3 separate regions of the Sus scrofa genome follow, and all the other regions are linked to region 1. The links are chromatin contacts, called in public promoter capture Hi-C maps. All regions are on one chromosome and are shown on one strand. Each heading gives the region's core, a stretch centred on a gene start, on an enhancer-like site or on the middle of the called end of the contact. The rest is flanking DNA. Distances are from core to core; before and after follow the strand shown.

Region 1 (3,627 bases), core at 29-2,528:
TCAGACCCGTGTGTAGTCCTTACGACGCCAGCCACGCAATGTTGTCACAGATGCGTGCCAGATTTCGCACAGTAAAAAATGCGAAGTTAGCTTGTATCTCGAGCGGGAAAGAAAGCCTGCTTATTTTTATGGCTCAATAAATCTAAACACCAACTTGAAAGGGTTAAAAAAAGCAGGGCACCAGGTGCTGGCTTTCCACTTTGCCGAGTGATTTAAGCGTGCAGCAAAGTTCCTGCCGCTTCCCCACCAGCCTGCATGGAGGGAGAGCTGTCACTGCCAGGGACATTGCAGCTCCTGGCTGAGCAGCGGGCTCCGCGCCTTCCCGCAACCCGCAACCGCCCTGCGGCCAAGTTCCGAGTTCCGTGGGGGTGGTGGGGACACGAGTGAGCTGAGGACAATTTAATTCTGTTTCAATTCCCTCCGCTTTCAAAGAAAGTCCAGACAACTGAGACCATGGATGGAGCTGGAGGGAGGAACCAAAAACAAACTTTCGGAGCCTCTGAATCTGCATTTCTTGCAAGAATTCTCCGCCAGCGATTACAGGCTACCTAAGACTCGGCACCCGAGCTGAGAGGCCACTCGAGGAGCCCCGGCCCGGTGGGTCCCCAGCCCTCGCCGACCCCCCCTCTTCCGTGGGAACCCCCCAACCTCGCCACGCACGCCCATCCCCTGCTCGGCCTCCCCGCCGCTCCGGGGCCCCCATCCAGGGCCCGGGGGGCGCGGGCAGGGCAGTGGTCCCGCGCTCCGGCTCGCGGCCCGAAACACCGGCCCGGGTCGGTCCGGGCCATGCGGCCCCCGGGCCCAGAGGAACCGACACCCAGGCCGCCGGGAGGCGGCAGGGGCGGACCCGACAACTCTGCGGCCGCGCGCGGCGTCGGCATTGTCCGCGATCGGGGCGCGGCGCGGTGCGGCTCCCCCGACCAGGTCCCCGACAGGCCCCGGCCATCCCTCCCCGGCCCCCGGCCCAGTCTTACCTCGGCCGCGCTCCGGGCCGCGAGCGGTGCGGCCCGAGCAGGGCGCCGGGCTCCGGCGAACGGCGTGGAGGGAGAGTCCGGGCCGGCGAGGGACGAGGGCCGGGCCGCCGGGGCTGCTGGAGGGCGGAGCGAGGACGGGGACTGCCGAGGGGGCGCGGGACGCGGGCGGCGGAGGGCCGGACTGGCGGCGGCCGCGGCAGCTCGGGCTGCACAGAGTGGGAGGGCTCGGGCTGCCTTCGCCAGAGAGCGAGGGAGGGAACTCGGAGCGCGGTGCCGGCGCCCAGAGCGCGTGTCCCCAGGAGTGTGCACGCCCCCCGGGGCGCTCCGCCCCTGTCTCCACCCCCTCCCGCACCCCCACTTCTAGTCCCCTCCCCCACCCCGTCCCCGCCCCTCACTCCCACTCCAACCCCCTCCCCACCTCCAACTCACCCCCACTCTCTCCCCAGGCGAGAATCGCTGGATCCCAACTGCCAAGAAACCCCAGACCTGGAGCCTGTTTGTGAAAGTGATAACCCATCAGTCAACCCTCCAGAAGGTCCTGGTGCCTGAAGACATTCTCTGTTGACTAACTCATATACTCAGATGGACAGTCTTGGTATTTGTAGACTAAATTTCTGCAGACATTTATGAGTCTAAAAAAGGTTTGAAGAAGACGATGAAGAACATAGAAAAAAATGTCTAACACAATATACAGTCCCTAGAGTATGGGCCAACTGATGTTTCAAAATTAAGTAAACCCTTGAGGATGCATCTTTATTCATCTCATAAAGCATGGTTTGGTATTGCTTTTTGTTTAGATTTGCTTAGTAACTTGGTTGGGGTTTTGAGGGTTTTATTGTTTTAGGAAGATTAAACCCATTCTAGTTTAATTTTTGCAACTAAGAATTCGAAAAGATAAAATCTATATTTATCAAAATGGTTGAATTTGAATGAGATGCAAACATAAGTATTTCTGTAAAATATGTAGCAAAACTTTATTTTATATCTTTAGTACCTTTGGAATACAGTTGCCCTCATCCCATTTTCTGAGAAAGAGCATCTGTATTTGAACTGTGTGACTCTGTTCCATTCTAGTTCAGAAATTATCACATAAATAAAACTCAGGCTCCCCATAATGGATTTTTGGCTATTTACAGGAGAACCATTTTAAGAAAGTGACATGATCCTGGGTTTTCAATGGAACTTTCCTTTGGCATACTAATGCATTCCATGTGATCACAGATTCTGTTGTGGTCTCCATGAACTCCCAAAATCATGTTACAAAATGAAGTTCCTTTTCATCATTCCCATAGCAAATGGAACCAGCTTCTCTCACTCCAAAGAAGTCTATTTAAAAAAAAAAAATTAACTTCTTTGCCCCAGTGTCTTCCTTTTTGGGGATTGCTCCCTGCTGTTTTGTGATACACGCTGTCTCTGCCATCACAAGGGCACGTGACCCAGGCCTGCCAATCAGAGTGCCTCTCATTCCCTGGCACTAAGGGGAAGGGGGCTGGCACAGGTCCTAGTGGAGGGAGGGTCCTTTTTCTGAACTGGTGTGGCAGCTTTCTTTCAAGGCCAGACCATGTAAGCCTGCAGCAGCTGGAGGCAGCCTGTTAGAGAAGAAAGCCAATCTAGAAGAAAACCAACAGAGCAACAGAAACAGGTAGCATCCTGATGACAGGAACAAGCCCCTCCAGGCAGCTGCTCTCTGGAAACCCTTCAAAATTTCTGGACTTTGGAGGAAAGGCACTGGTAAAGTATCTTTTTAGCTTATTCTATTTCGAGCTAGGTTGCTTTCCAAAATACTCACTGGTGAAGCCGTGAAAGATTCCCAAATGATCCAGGCTCTGAATATTAGGAGTTGTAGCTTCTGTCACATAAATTGCTTCTTTGTAATAGACTATATGCCGAGAAGGTCACTTAGCAGGAAGCCCTACCTTGTGATAGGACTAAGGGTATCATTTAGGGTATTACTGTTACCCAGGGTAGAATTTATATTTTCACATTGTCCTTCTGCAAACCAAAAATTAATAAAAGATGTGGTTAGAAAATCAGAGATAAGATAGTAACATGTCTAAACTGGACTATCCCCATGGATGTTTTTGTGTTATCATTTATTCCAATAAAAGTTACCTTCATCAGTCTTGATATTTGCTGAATAGGACCTTTCCTTTTTTTCTGGACTGACAGTTGGAGGGTCTGCTACAAACTTTCAGGAACTGCTGAAATTGGTCTGTCGTGCTGGAATTTTATTGTTCAGGAGAAGTGGGCCATTGGCCAATGCTTGGAATTCTTCTGTCTCACAGAGATTTTTGTCTCTAGAAGTATGTAACAGTATTTGACTAGTACCCTAAACAAGCATCCTTACACTAATCACTGTGTTGCTTAACCATGACTCACAGGTCACTGTGAGCAGTAGGAGTGCTGTTGGCCGGAGGGTGGGCTGGATGGACCTTGCTTTGAGCCTTGGGTGTCTTGTGGGAACTCTGATCCCAGTTTGGAGATTTCTCCAGTCTTCCTTCACACAGGTATATACCATGTTGCATGGACAGCTAGTGAAATTTCATGTATAAAAGCTCATGAGCTGAATAATAACATAGCATCAACGGATCTGAGCCCCAGCAAAGAACAATATAAGGAGGTGACCCAACTCTAGAAACATGACAGGGTAACT
Region 2 (3,742 bases), core at 872-3,371, 83 kb before region 1:
AAAATGAGTTTTAATGGGAAAACTGAAAGTTTCAATTATCCTTTAAAAATAATTATGAAGTTATTTGTAAGCCTAGCATACCATAACAGGTGTAAAGCAAAGACCTATTTTATATTCTGTGCATGTCTTTTATTTCTTTTTTTATTTTTTACGGCTGTATCTATGGCATATGGAAGTTCCCAGGCCAGGGGTCGAATTGGAACTGCAGCTACGCTGGATCTGAGCTGCATCTGTGACTTACGACGGAATTTGTAGCAATGCTGAATCCTTAACCCACTGAGTGAGGCCAGGGATCAAACCTGCCTCCTCATGGATACTAGTTGGATTCTTAACCCACTGAGCCACAATGAGAACTCTTATGCTCTGTGCATTTCTTAAAATGGATGCCCTAATATGATTTACTTTTGCATTTAATTAGCAAGCAGTGACAGGGCTGCTCCTAGAAGCCAGGTGCTGTTCTGACCAGGAGGGATACAGAAATCTGTGCTGCAGCTGAGATGACAGATGAGAGTGAAGTGACACCATCTGAAGGGAAAGGGTCTGCTTCAGGCAGAGATGAAGGCACAGGAGCCATGGGGGAGGCGTGGGCGGGACTAACTCTCAGACCCAAGGAAGAAAGGAAGCCATCCCGAAGAAAGGATGGACGTCTGAGTGGACCCCTGCAGCTGAGTGCCAGGTGCAGGAGCAGTACACGCCCAAGGCCAAGGGCAGAGAGCACCTGGCATTCACAAGGGTTTGTGGGCCCTTTCATGACCCTACAGTGAAACCTTGTGAGGGAGGAAGAGAGCAGGAGAGGCAGACAGACCGCTGCAGGGAATCTTTTTTTTTTTTTTTTTTGTCTTTTTGCTATTTCTTGGGCCGCTCCCGCGGCATATGGAGGTTCCCAGGCTAGGGGTTGAATCAGAGCTGTAGCCGCTGGCCTACGCCAGAGCCACAGCAACACGGGATCTGAGCCGCATCTGCAACCTACACCGCAGCTCATGGCAACGCCGGATCGTTAACCCACTGAGCAAGGGCAGGGACCGAACCCGCAACCTCATGGTTCCTAGTCGGATTCGTTAACCACTGCGCCACGACGGGAACTCCCTGCAGGGAATCTTTAATCCAAGTGATGGAGCCTGAACCTGACCTGGAAAGTGATGGCAGCCAGTGAATGCTGGTGAGCAGGGAGCGACCTGATGCTTCAAGTCCAGCCGGCGCTGTCTGGCATGTGCAGAGCAGACCCCAGTAGGAGAGGAGGGCGGCAGAGCCCCAGGAGGGAGGGACCGGCTTGGGACGGGGTGTCCGGTCCTGAGATGCGGGAATGGACTCTCCCTTTGAGGAAAGTCTCCTGGCTTCATCTCATGGGTACATTTTTGGGCAGCTGCAGAGTATTTGTGTAAGCCAAATCATTTTTCCATTGACAGCTGACTCTGGTTTATATTAATTTCACTGGTTTTTTAAAAACTGGCATTGGAGTTCCCGTCGTGGTGCAGTGGTTAACGAATCCGACTAGGAACCATGAGGTTGTGGGTTCGGTCCCTGCCCTTGCTCAGTGGGTTAACGATCTGGCGTCGCCGTGAGCTGTGGTGTAGGTTGCAGATGCGGCTCGGATCCTGTGTTGCTGTGGCTCTGGCGCAGGCCGGTGGCTACAGCTCTGATTAGACCCCTAGCCTGGGAACCTCCATATGCCGCGGAAGCGGCGCAAAGAAATGGCAAAAAGACAAAAAAAACAAAAAAACCAAAAAACTGGCATTGTCTCCTGGAGGTCAGGGCTTAGGCTGGATGAGAACCTTGGAGTTCCGTTCGTCTTTGAAGCACGTTTTAGCTGCAGAAACTTGCCCTCACATAAAGGTCATGGGAACATCGATGTGTAAAACGGCAGATCCAGAGGGTCAGGGCTGGAGCAGAGCCTCGAACCTCGACGCCCCCCAACAAGGACACCCCCAGTACTTGCAGAGAAAGAGCCTAAAAGTCACCGACGAAGACGAGGTCATTCATTCTACTATTGGGCTCAGGAGGTGCTGGTCCCGGCAGAGGTCTCGATGTGGAACCGGGATGTGGCAAGAGTTAGAAGGGCTGTGTCCGGGCTTTCCGGTGTGAGCCTTGCAACTTTGCAAAGTCCTGTCTCCCAGGCGTCTGCTGCCTTGTCTGCAAAGCTGAGATAAGAATTCCCCACCCTCAAGGCTGGTGAAGTGAAGGCCCTATGTAAACTGTGTGTCTGTACCCAAAAAGCAAATTGCTGCTGCTGATCAGCAGCCTGAAATCCAAGGGCTGGGAACCAAGTCCGTGACCTGAACTGCGGGCGGGAAGGGGACCCGTCAGGGCCCCAGCTGAGGATGGGGTGACGGACAGCCCTGGCCTCCTCAGGGCCACCTTCTGATAAACCTGCCTGAAGGGGATCCTGTGGTTCAGAGAAACTTTCAGTAAATCCAATTCACCCAAAGAATAGGGTATCTAAGTAGGGAAGAAAAAAAAATTACTTCCGAAGTCTGAGAAACACCAGCACACCAGATGGTCACTTGGGCAGATCTGCACCCAGCCGGACAGACAAAGCCAGGCTCGAATCACACCCTGGGAAGCCCACCGGCCATGAAATGCACTCTTAGGGCTTCACCTGCCCTTACTGACCAGGAAGGAGATGGGACACTAAAGCTGGAGTGCTTTATACATCACAGCAACAGCGCACGAGCTGAGAATCAGGAGAAGCGCTCTCGACGAGGTACCCTCAGAAGCACGTGACCATCCTACTTACAAACGAGCCAAGTGCCAATAAAGTGGCTACTTACCAGTTTAAAATTTAAGAACACTTTACATGGCACTTCAGAACCAGGCTTCAGTAGTCTTAAGAGTAAGAGAGCGATCGGATGCAAATGTCTAATTATCAAAAAGTGCTTTGAAACAGAGTTGTAGTTAAGATGAATAAGATTCACTGCAAGACAGGCCTTTTGTCAAGTATCATTACTAAGGTACAATGAGAAACCCTAAAATGCTGCAGATTTGGCATAAAATGTCTTCTTAATTTCCTGTCTCTTAATGGGAGATTTTAAGTCACCGGTTTATGAGGTTTTCCTTCATCGTACTGAGCACCTGTTATCGGAATGCTTAGTGACCAAAGGATGCTAAGAGTCAGAGAGGGGTGCTCTCCCTGAGGCTCCAAATGAGGCAGCTGACTCCGAGAGGCCTCACACTTGTGGAGGCCCCCTTGGACGGGCTGAAGTTTCAGCTGCAAAGTGAGCCCCATACACAGCTGACGGACACCAACACCGTGTGCGCAAACTGGTGGTGCTCAAGGAATGCAGCAAGGGATAAAGAGCTCCACAAAAGCAGATTGCAGCACATTACATAACAGGGACAGGTGCCCAGCTGCTGGCCTTGTTAACCCCCACACTGCCATGTCCTGTTGCCACAGATGCTGCTGCCACACTTGTAAAACAGCAGAGGAGAAGCCGATGACTGTCCTTTCCAGGCACAGGGCATCCTTCAGTCCCATTAAAGCCTCAAACTGTCCTTAGGCCTCTACCGTTTGTGAGATTCTGTGCTGGATTCAAAAGACACAGACGCAAGACATAATTCCCACCCTCACATTGCTGACAGTCTACTAGAAACGGGCAGAAGCAACTTCCTGTGACACAAGCCACAGTGTGATAAGTGCCTTTAGGTCCTGAGAGAATGAAAAAAAGTACCTGAGAGCCTCAGAGCCAAAGGGGACTATGAGTGCACAGAATGTAAATTCCGAATAAATGCAGGTTTGGGGATAAGA
Region 3 (3,734 bases), core at 1,235-3,734, 120 kb before region 1:
TGGTGTAACGGCTGGGACCCAGGGCACCCGCCCTCCGAGAAGCTCTCTACTGAGTTCATGGTTCATTCCAGAAACTTAAAATGCACCTGACGGCCAGTGTGCGAGGTAGGGGCGAGCAGGGAGAGACCCGCTGGGACGGAGGAGGGGCAGATGGACTTGGATTTTACGCAGACTTTCGGGGGACCCCCACTGGTGAAGAAGCATTAGGAACAGGGTCAGATTTGTAGTTTGAAAGTGTCGCCCTGGCTGCAGGGCAGGGACAGGATGAGGGGGGAGCAGGGATGGCTGAGGGAGGCAGCCGGAGCCAGCCAGGGGCTGGGAGGCAGCAGGCTCCTAGCCATGGTCCTCTGGGCACTGCCCTTGGCCTAAATTCTGGCTCTGCCCTGGAAAGAGGTCCACTCCTTCTGCGCCTCTGGTTTCCTTTCTCTAAAATGGGCATAATGGTACTACCGATCCAAGGGAATGGGGGACGTTCAATAAGGGCACACGGGCACTTCTCATTCATGCTGCGCTCTGAGGAGGGTGTTTCTGGGATGCAGAGGAGTGTGGACAATTTCAAAAGATGTTTAAGGCCTGCCCTGGGCTGAAAGTCCAGCGGGACTGGCGGAGGGTGCAGGGGCTGTGAGGGACTGTCCAGGCTTCCTGCTGACTCTCTCGGGAGAAGCGCCACGCACTCTTGGCTAATCCTCTCCCCTCCCTCCTCTGCAGCCCAGGCTTGAGCCAGACCCCTCCTAACCAGCTGTGCCCATCGCAGCATCTGCCCGCCTCCGCCTGGGATGACAGACGGTCACCAGGAGGGCCTCTCGGAACGTGTCATCTCCTTCATACATATGGTCACAAACAGTTAACCACATCGCGGTCAACGCAAAAGCTATATTTAGAAACAAAATGTGTTCCTCAATTAACTGCTCAGTTTTGCGGGTTAAGGAAGCCACAGCATCGCATGTGGAAGTCGTTAACTTGTCCATTTTAATGAACAGGCCATGTTTTTCACCATTTCCCCTTTCCCTTCCCTTCCTAACATGATCCACTTTATTAACTCCATTTACGTTGTGAAAATAACTTGGAAAGAAGGCAAGAGGGGGAATGGCAAAAGTGAAAAAGGTAAAGGAGGCGTAGCAACAGCTTGTGTCCAACAGAGATGGCATTTGCCCACAGAGAACTGGCATGAAGAAATCCCAGGGCCGCACATCTGGAAGCGTGAAGTCGAAACCACCGGCTTGGTCCAGGACTGGTACTTCTTCGGTTTCCGGATGACGGGCCTCCTTCCAACCCCTGGTGAAATCCCTCATCTGTAATTCTGACGGCCGGGTCTTCTCTTTTCTGACCTCAGCGCTGCCGTCAGCAATCACCTCCACGCAGGCGAAAGAATCTTCTCGCCAACAATTCTATCACTTTGTAGATTCTTGGAAACCACGGGCTTGTCCTAACAATCATTTAAACTTTTGATTCCAGTATCCTCATTTTTCAGCTTACTCTTTCCATGGGCTAGAGGAGGTCTTCATATGTAATCTATATAAAAAATCCTCGCCCTCCGTTTGCATGACTTTGTTCTCATTGTCCACCTCTTCCGTAAACCATTTCTCCGGTTTTCCAGCGGGCCTTTTAAGCCTTGTTTTTTGTTTTGTTTTGGCTTGGTTTTTTTTGGACACATCCATTCTGTACAAAGGATAGAAACGTAGGTTGGAATAGTGAAGAGAGGCCGAGAGGTCAACTCTGACTCCTGTGGCCTTCATGAGTATGGACCAAGGAGGAAAGCCCCCCTGTTCCCCTCCCTGGCTCTCCTGGGAATGACCAAGGTACCCAGTGAGCAGCACAGGGGCCGTGTTTTGCTGACAGTGAGAAAATAATTGACAACCATGCCTGTGTTATAGTAACAGCCTCCAGGGGGCGCTATGAGCCGAGCTAGCCTGGAGGTAAGGGTGGACGGGGGTACGAATTGCTACCTGCAAGCTTTCCTGTGACTTCAGGAGAGCAAGGAAGGAGGTGGGAGACAGCCAGGCCTACGGGGATGGATCAGGGCCGTTTCTGCTCTTGGCTCCTAGCTGAGGTTTGAACCGTGGCCTGTGTGCCCACCCACATCTCAAAGCGGCTAAGTGGGCTCAGGACCTTTCCCCACCCCCCGGGAGCTCCCAGGTGTCCTGGAGCTGATGGAGGCTGGCCTGGAGCTCCAGTCTCAGAGGCCTCAGGACTGAGTATGCTGGACCCTGCCCTACGACACAGGCCGGAGAAGCTGTGTGTCCACGAGTACAAGCCTTTGGGGTTCCAGGCCCACCTGTGACCTTGGGGAAAGGCGGTCTGAGCTTATCTTAAAAGAAACTCCTCCCAAAGAGCCCTGCTCTGAGGGGAAGGCTGTGAGCACCCCCAGAGGTGGAAGACCTGCGGTTGCCCCCAGGGAACCCAAAAGCTCCCCAAGAGAAGCAGCTCTGGGCTCCCCAAGTCTAGATAACAGGCGTCAGAGCCAAGGAGAGGGCCTGTCATCTTCCACCGCATATCCTCCACCCCCAGGGGTCTGCCCCAGGTTAGAAGTGACACCTGACACTGAGCAGGGAAGGAGCCGGGGCCACGAGGTTTGATAAGTCCCCTCCTCCAGGGAGGCTGCCAGGCCTGGGCTGGGAGAGGAAGAGGCCAGTAGGTACCAGATGGGAGGTGGGAGGTTTCCAGACTTTCACGCCTGCAACTGATCTGAGGACTGTGAATTATTTAAAACTGAAGAGGTTACAGGTCTTGTCTGAGATTTCCTCCTAGAGACGGAAGAGAGAATTCAGGGTGAATTCTGAGGGCCTGAGAAAAAGAGGACGCTCGCCTGTTCTCCCCTAATGAATCTGGGCCAAAAAGCAGGCTGGGTCCCTATAGTGTCCTTTAAGATCTGTTTGGGAGTTCCCGTGGTGGCTCAGGTAACGAACCTGACTAGTACCCATGAGAATGTGGGTTCGATCCTTGGCCTCGCTCAGTGGGTTAAGGATTTGGCACTGCCACAAGTTGTGGCGTAGCTCACAGACATGGTTCGGGTCTGGTATTGCTGTGGCTGTGACGTAGGCTGGCAGCTGCAGCTGAGATATGACCCATAGCCTGGGAACTTCCATATGCTGTAAATGTGGCCCAAAATTAAAAAAAAAAAAAAAAAAAGTTGTCTGCCTGCTCACCCGGAGCCCCCCAGTCCAGAGCCAGGTCCAGGGGTCAAGGTCAACTGCTTTTGCTCTGCGGAGTCTGGCCATTCACAGCTCTGTGACCAGCCCAGGGCAAGTCACTGGAGCTCCGCATGCCTGCTTCCTCCTGATAGCGCTGACCCTGATGCTCCTACACTTCCTGGGCCTGAGGTGAGGATTCGGCGAGGGAAGGCAGCGAAGGGCTGAGCGTGGAGCTGGGCATCACGCCCACTCAGTCACCAAGAGCTGTTACTCCGTTTCATCCTCGGGCCAACGCTTGGCACCGATAAACCCCATCGTTCGATTTCAAGCTTTACTGTAACTGAATGATCTTTTGTCTTCAAATGATTCCGCTGCCCTCAAGTGAGAGCGTGGGGCCTCTTCCTGTCAAAGTGGGTTGACTTGGTTGCTTCTGTCTCCAAGGTCATTCACATGACACCTGACCCCATTTTTATTGGAGTTACAAAGAAAATATGCGGTTTCAAATGTCAAAGCCAACAGTTGTGTGAACAAAACAGCCTAGAGTAAGTAATAAAGCCATTATTAAAAAAAAATGAAATCAAACCTAAGGGTGGTATGAGAAAG

The links. Promoter capture Hi-C pulls out the DNA fragments that hold promoters and counts their contacts.
Region 2: a contact with region 1 is called in a promoter capture Hi-C map of fetal liver, with 2.6 times the contacts expected there. The contact joins the enhancer-like site here to the promoter of FAM110B in region 1. A contact is called at or near these places in 1 of 5 promoter capture datasets (fetal liver) and 5 of 47 Hi-C or Micro-C datasets (embryonic fibroblasts, fetal heart ventricle, fetal liver and 2 more).
Region 3: a contact with region 1 is called in a promoter capture Hi-C map of fetal liver, with 2.7 times the contacts expected there. The contact joins the enhancer-like site here to the promoter of FAM110B in region 1. A contact is called at or near these places in 1 of 5 promoter capture datasets (fetal liver) and 6 of 47 Hi-C or Micro-C datasets (embryonic fibroblasts, epiblast stem cells, fetal liver and 3 more).

The regions. Positions count from the first base shown.
Region 1 is chr4:74,744,710-74,748,336 of Sscrofa11.1, forward strand. FAM110B (protein FAM110B) reads right to left here and starts at 1,279. Exons shown (of 4, transcript XM_013988070.2): 1 at 975-1,279. LOC110260291 (a long non-coding RNA gene) reads left to right here and starts at 470. Exons shown (of 2, transcript XR_002343316.1): 1 at 470-597; 2 at 1,421-1,881.
Region 2 is chr4:74,660,575-74,664,316 of Sscrofa11.1, forward strand. All of the region lies in intron 3 of FAM110B (protein FAM110B), which reads right to left. Among named protein-coding and RNA genes, the nearest start is that of FAM110B, 84 kb to the right of the region's middle. Within about 2 kb of position 2,122, at least 2 of the 83 cell types and tissues checked have an H3K27ac peak or open chromatin away from gene starts, as enhancers often do. A contact at or near this core is called in fetal liver, where this site is marked.
Region 3 is chr4:74,620,102-74,623,835 of Sscrofa11.1, forward strand. All of the region lies in intron 3 of FAM110B (protein FAM110B), which reads right to left. Among named protein-coding and RNA genes, the nearest start is that of FAM110B, 120 kb to the right of the region's middle. Within about 2 kb of position 2,485, at least 2 of the 83 cell types and tissues checked have an H3K27ac peak or open chromatin away from gene starts, as enhancers often do. A contact at or near this core is called in fetal liver, where this site is marked.